Linked DNA regions of Mus musculus: region 1 is linked to region 2. The links are chromatin contacts, called in public Micro-C maps. All regions are on one chromosome and are shown on one strand. The core of a region is the stretch at or near the end of the contact, and the rest is flanking DNA. Distances in the headings are between cores, read along the strand shown. Region 1 has its middle 21 kb from the start of Krt78. Region 2 has its middle 12 kb from the start of Slc4a8.

What was found. A called contact is a pair of places that touch in the nucleus more often than the background predicts.
Region 1: a Micro-C map of the G1E-ER4 cell line shows a contact between it and region 2. The contact joins two enhancer-like sites. A contact is called at or near these places in 1 of 15 datasets of contacts at CTCF or cohesin (embryonic stem cells), 5 of 484 Hi-C or Micro-C datasets (the G1E-ER4 cell line and muscle stem cells) and 1 of 115 datasets of contacts at active chromatin or transcription factors (astrocytes).

Annotation. Positions count from the first base shown.
Region 1 is chr15:101,973,355-101,976,303 of GRCm38.p6, forward strand. It overlaps a transcript of Krt78 not described here. Among named protein-coding and RNA genes, the nearest start is that of Krt78, 21 kb to the left of the region's middle. Within about 2 kb of position 1,352, at least 170 of the 459 cell types and tissues checked have an H3K27ac peak or open chromatin away from gene starts, as enhancers often do. A contact at or near this core is called in the G1E-ER4 cell line, where this site is marked.
Region 2 is chr15:100,748,718-100,751,635 of GRCm38.p6, forward strand. No RefSeq gene overlaps it. Among named protein-coding and RNA genes, the nearest start is that of Slc4a8, 12 kb to the right of the region's middle. Within about 2 kb of position 1,629, at least 65 of the 459 cell types and tissues checked have an H3K27ac peak or open chromatin away from gene starts, as enhancers often do. A contact at or near this core is called in the G1E-ER4 cell line, where this site is marked.

The sequences.
Region 1 (2,949 bases), core at 102-2,601, 1.2 Mb after region 2:
CACTTGGGATTGCGATCTGATCTGTAGAGAGAAAAGGGAGAAAGCAGAAACATTCATGGGAGCCATCTGTAAAATGAGGACGATAGCCCCTGCCTGAGTTATGGTGGCATTTAAGGGGTAGCACGTGTCTACACAGCCAGGGAAGAGTCAGGTGCTTCTATCCTCACCCAGGGCTAGGAAAAGGATGCCTGCCTGGGCCCAGACTGGCAGGTGCTACTCAGGACGGTCCAGCCATGCTCGTTTGCATGCTATTTGCATGTGCTCTTTCTAGCCACCAACACTTGTCACTCCTGTCACTTCACAGCCTCTAGGTCACAAGCTGTCTCTGTCCCTGCTTTGTGCCCTTTCCTGGACTCTTGGTAGCTGGAGGACCCTGGAGGAAGGAAAGAATTCAAACTGGGGGACAGAGGGTCGGAGATGCGACCCAGACTCTGAAGAAGCAATGAGCCGCTGCTATCTGTGGAAACCTGGCTTAGGGCGACCCCTACAGGGCAATCCCAGAATGCAGGGAGACTGGGAAATAGCCTAGCTCCTCCCCTCTCCCCACTGGGGTTGCTCGTGGCATCTCTTCGCCTCCCAGCGGTTCTAACGCTGCCTAGCACCCAGGATCTCCCAGATCCTGAGTCAGCCCAGAAAGTTACCATTTCGCCCCTCCACTAAATAACCAAGACCAAGTGAGTCAACGTGGTCTTCCCAAAAAGCGATGCAAGAGTATTTGGGAGAGTTGGGCTCTAAGAACCATCATTAAATATTCCAACATGAGTATCAGAGCCCACCTTAGGCTCACGTGGCCACCCGGCAGTGCAGAGTGGAAAGGGATCGTGACCACATTTTGGGAAGAGTTTAGGGAGCAGAGAAGACAGTAAGTAATGCGGAGAGATCCTCAAAACCACAGTACACAGTGGCCCTACTAAGTTCTCTTCAGTGAGGCCCATTCCACAGGGGATGAAGCCCGAGAACTGGACGGAATCCCAGCCAGGGAAAGATTTCCTCACAGCAGCGCTCCTATTGGGAGAGTGGGGCGGGGGGGGGGGGGTGCGTGTGACCTGGGAAGACACCATCTTCCTTCCCACCCAGAGTCAGTTTCTGCCTGTCTATTTCAGCAGGGAGGGGACCAGCGAGGGAAATGCAGCCACAGCAACATTGGACTAGGAGGGGAAATGCTAAAAATGCTCTGAGCCTGCACTTGGCTTGTGGACAGACACAAAGGGTCTTGCCTTTGCCGTGGGCTCCTCCACCCGCAGTGCGCCCCGGCGTGTGAATGGGGCCACTGGAGAGGGCAGGGCCGAAGGGTGTGTGTGTGAGAACAAGTGAAGTCATTCTCTCTGGGTGGTTCCTTTTAATTAGCACCCTGAAAAACTCCCAGCCAGCAAAATTGAGTCTTGCCAACAGGGAGCCCCACCCTTCTGGCTCATCCAAGCCTTAGGGGCAAAGTGGGGGACAGAAAAATCTAAAGGCAAAAAAGAAAGGGGCCTGCTTAGAGTCCAAATACTGAAGGGAGCCCTTCTTAGCCTTCCAGAGACCCTTCGGTAGGTCAGGACAGGGGTGCAGAGGCTGGCAAAGCGTGGCTGAGAAGGAAGAGAACAGAGAGTGGAGTGATTGCCATGTCCCAGAACCTCTGGGAGTCCAGACCCTGAAAATGACCAGTGTCCAGCCAGCCCTGGAGGTTGCCCTGTAGATAAGACATCAAGGACCAGGAGTGAGAAAGACATCCAAGCTCCACCTGGCCCTTTCACCTTTATACGGCTTTCTAATCAAAAGGTCACCTGGTCCCTTGTGGTCAACCTTCAGAACGAGCTCAAAGGGATAGAAGTCACAGAGGGTTCCATAAAGGGGACAGAACAAGTACTGTCCCCTTCTTCAAGATCCCTAGCCATGCAGACGAGGTGTCCCTTTGGTTTGTCCCCTCTCCCTCAAAACCCTTCTCCAGGTGACTCTTACCAGGCTTCCTAGGACCCATGTCCTCTGTCACCTGATAGTCTCACTCTACCTGACATTCATTTTTTACTAGGAGCAGAGGTCAAGGCCAGAGTCCTTCTGGATCTCATCTCCCACCCCAGACCCTGGCAAAGTCAAACTATAGTGAGAGCAGATCTGTTCACAGGAAAATGGCCAGGGACTAGGAGGGAACAGACACTAGCTAGCATTCAGGACTTTTCTAGTCACAAGGACCAGAGCCCCGCTCTTAATCACAGCCCTATCCCTAAAGAGTCAGTGTGTGACCCCCAGTGTGAGTCTCTTCCTTGAAGGGCTAGACTCGGTGAGGTGGTGGGGTGGGGGCCGGCGGTGAGGTGGGGGTCAGTCTGAAAGACTCTGATGCTCACTGCAGGGCGGAGGCGGGTATGAGAGCAATGGGGAAATACTAAGTGGAAGGCTAGGCCAACGTGGCCTAAGTTCATCAGGAGACGGGTGCTAACCCAGGCCCAGACGTGGGGCCTCCTCCTAGCTCTCTCTGACTCTAAAGTTCCTGCGGCCTCAAGAGCTGAGGACAGGGACCACAAGGCAAAGCGGAGAGGGGATACCAGGAAACTGTTCAGGGCCTGGAGTCCTCTCTACTCCCTTCCAGCTGAAGAGGGCTAAGCAGCCACGTCCTCAGAGCTGAACCCTCAACCCAGAGGACTATCAGGGAAAGAGCACCTCCGCAGACCCCAAACCTACCCAGAAAGCTGTCAGGCCCTGCTAGCAGGGTACACACTGGGGGTGGGGGTGGGGGGATAGCCTAGGGCTCAGTTGTCACAAGAGGGTGTGTCCTGCTTTTAGGCAACAGTGGAGAAAGGATGGGGTGACTGTTCTTGGGGACAGAGGAGGGCGTGTCAGAAAATGAAGGCGTCCTGACCCTGGGGCTGAGTGGGAGCCAGGGCAAAGCAGGCACCGCCCAGACGCTGAGGCCTCCTGCCCCCGCCCAGCTGGCTGCTGGTTCCCATCACACCCTGGGCAGTAAAACTGGAT
Region 2 (2,918 bases), core at 379-2,878:
CAGGACATCCAAGAGTCTGCCTACTGTAAGAGGCTGAGCCAGGACATTCAAGAGGCTGCCTACTGTAAGAGGTTGAGCCAGGACATTCAAGAGGCTGCCTAAGTCCCTGGGGGGTGGAGGATGGAGGTGCCCCTGCAAATGGCTGACAGCTAAATGATCCAACAGTGTCAAGAAGAAAATCTAGTTCAGCACAGCCTAGAATGGCCTGGGCTGGTTCAAAGCCCCAGAGTCTGACCCTGAGCGGTTTATTTTTGACATACTTCGAGAAAAGTTTCCTCCTGACAGTTATCACAGCAAAGCCTGAGACACACAACTACATCAAAACTCCTTTGCAAAGGGCATGTCTTTTGCAAAGCACGAGTGACCTCTTCTATACGAACTTGTTCTAGGGCTGGAGAGATGGCTCAGCAGTTAAGAGCACTGACTGTTCTTCCAGAGGTCCTGAGTTCAATTCCCAGCAATCACATGGTGCCTCACAACCATCTGTAATCCTCTTCTGGTGTGTTTGAGGACAGCTACAGTGTGCATAAAATAAATCTTAAAAAAGAAAAAAAGAAAGAAAGAGAGAGAGAGAAAGAAAGAGTTGGTTCTATTGCTAGAGAGACAACACTCGGGAGTCTGGAAGGTTCAGAGGAGGTCTGGCTCTATAGGTAGTAAAAGACCACCAGGCTATAAACACCACCCACGCCCAGCCTTTTTTGTGGAAAACAGGTGAAAAACCCTTCTCTGAGAGAGAAAATTGTGGGTGGATAACATTCCTGTTTTCTCTAGTGCTTATCTGGGAACCCAGGAGAACCTTGTGCCGTCTCTACCTCAGGGTGTGCTACAGGGCAATCTCTTGCTTTGAGAAATAACCGGCTCAATTTCTCTAGGAGTGCAGGCTCAGCCCTGCTGCCTTTCTGTGGAACTTCTTATTCCCTGAAGCCCTTGTGAGGGTCTTCTCTATGGTACACAAGCATCCCTGCATCCCTGCTGCAACTTGCTTTGTGAATATCTGTGGTCCTGCCTGTTAACTGTTCTCTCTCTCTCTCTCTCTCTCTCTCTCTCTCTCTCTCTCTCTCTCTCTCTCTCTCTCTCTCTCTCTCTCTCTCATGCTGTCCAGAGCCTTATGTATGTTTCTTTGGTAGTCAGGGCGTTTCCAGTCTTTCTCTGAAACTTAAACCCAACCTCACCCGCTTTGCACTTTCTGCTGTGTGGCTGCTTTGCAAACAGCATGGCTCTCTCTTCCTCTTCTTTTCCCTCCTGCCCACAGCTGCTGGGATTTACAGCCTGCTTGCCTTGGTGCTTTTCTTTGTAAACTCTTAACAAAATTGACCTCAAACTAAACAACAGAAACAGGAAAACAAAACCCAAAATGCTGTTCTTAATGTTTTTGAGTCACATTACATGAGTAAATGTTATCTGAAAAAAAAAATGTGAAAAACTCTGGCCTTTATTAGTTAGAGGGTCAATTGCAGATAATGAATGGTAGAGAGAGGACCTGCTCAGAAAAACAGTGCCGGGTCCCAACATCTATAATAAATTAAATAAGATGGCAAAATGCGTCCTGTGTGTGGTAGATCACGTAGCATTGCGCAAATTGGACGGCTTGTCTCCCTGGAAACGCAGAGCACAGAAAACAGCAGAGATGAGGTAAGCGGGTGATGGGTGTGTCTCCTATCTCTCTCTCTGAAGTAGGTAGGAAGCAGGGTGGTATTGCATAGTAGTCTGGTTTGTGTCTCTGTGTCAAACACCACAACCACAAGGAACTTGGGGCGGGGGGAAGGGTTTATTTTAGCTTATTTAAGCTTATTTCAGCTCACAGCTTTATAGCCCACCATGAAAGGGAGTCAGGGCAGGAACTTAAGGCAGAGACCTGGGGGCGGGAGCTGAAGCAGAGCTGTGGACAAACACTGACCTGGTCTCTTGCTGATTTACTCTTGAAGGCTTTCTTATGCAGCCCACCACCAGGGCAGGCACTACCTGCAGTGAGCTGGGCCTTGCGCATCAATCATATTCACGAAAATGCCCAACAGACATGCGTACAGGCCAATCTACGGATGGAGGCATATTCTTTTTTTTTTTTTTTTTTTTTTTTTGGTTTTTCAAGACTTATAGCCCTGGCTGTCCTGGAACTCACTTTGTAACTTTGTAGACCAGGCTGGCCTTGAACTCAGAAATCTGCCTGCCTCTGCCTCCTGAGTGCTGGGATTAAAGACGTGATCAAAGGCATGCCCTACCACGCCCCGCTGAGACATATTCTTAATTGAGGTTCTTCTTCATATGTAACTCTAGCTTGCATCAAATTGAAAAAAACAGTAAGGAAAAACCAGCCGAGACATGATACAGATACCAGCAGCCTTAGTTACATTTGTTTCCATATCAATGGACCAGAAGAGGCAGAGAATCTGCATTCCTCTCGCTGGGAATTCTGTCCAATGAGATAGCTCCAGCTATAAATAAATGAAATGATCTGAAAAGGTACCAAGGAAATGTGGGTGAATGTGCAAGCCCAAGGACCAGAGTTCAGATCCTTGGCACCCATGGAGCAGTTGGGCTTGCTGGTGAGGGTCTGTGACTCCAAGGCTGGGGAGCCAGAGACTGGCAGATCACCACGGTCAATAGCCAGCTAGTTTTGCATGGTTGCGAGCTCCATGCTCAGGAAGAGATCCTACCTCAAAAAAGCAAGCTTTAGAGGACACCCAAAGTCAATTCCTGACCGTTATACACATGAGCACATATGTTTGCATACGTGTATGCACACGTACAAACACATACACACACACATATATACACATATATACATACAATATCCAGACACCCTATTCTTGCCTCCCCAGGAACTACACACAGTGATACATAGATATATAAGCAGGCAAAATGTCCATACATATAAAATACTGATAGAAAAGAGTTTGAGGTCAGCCTAGTGAGTTCTA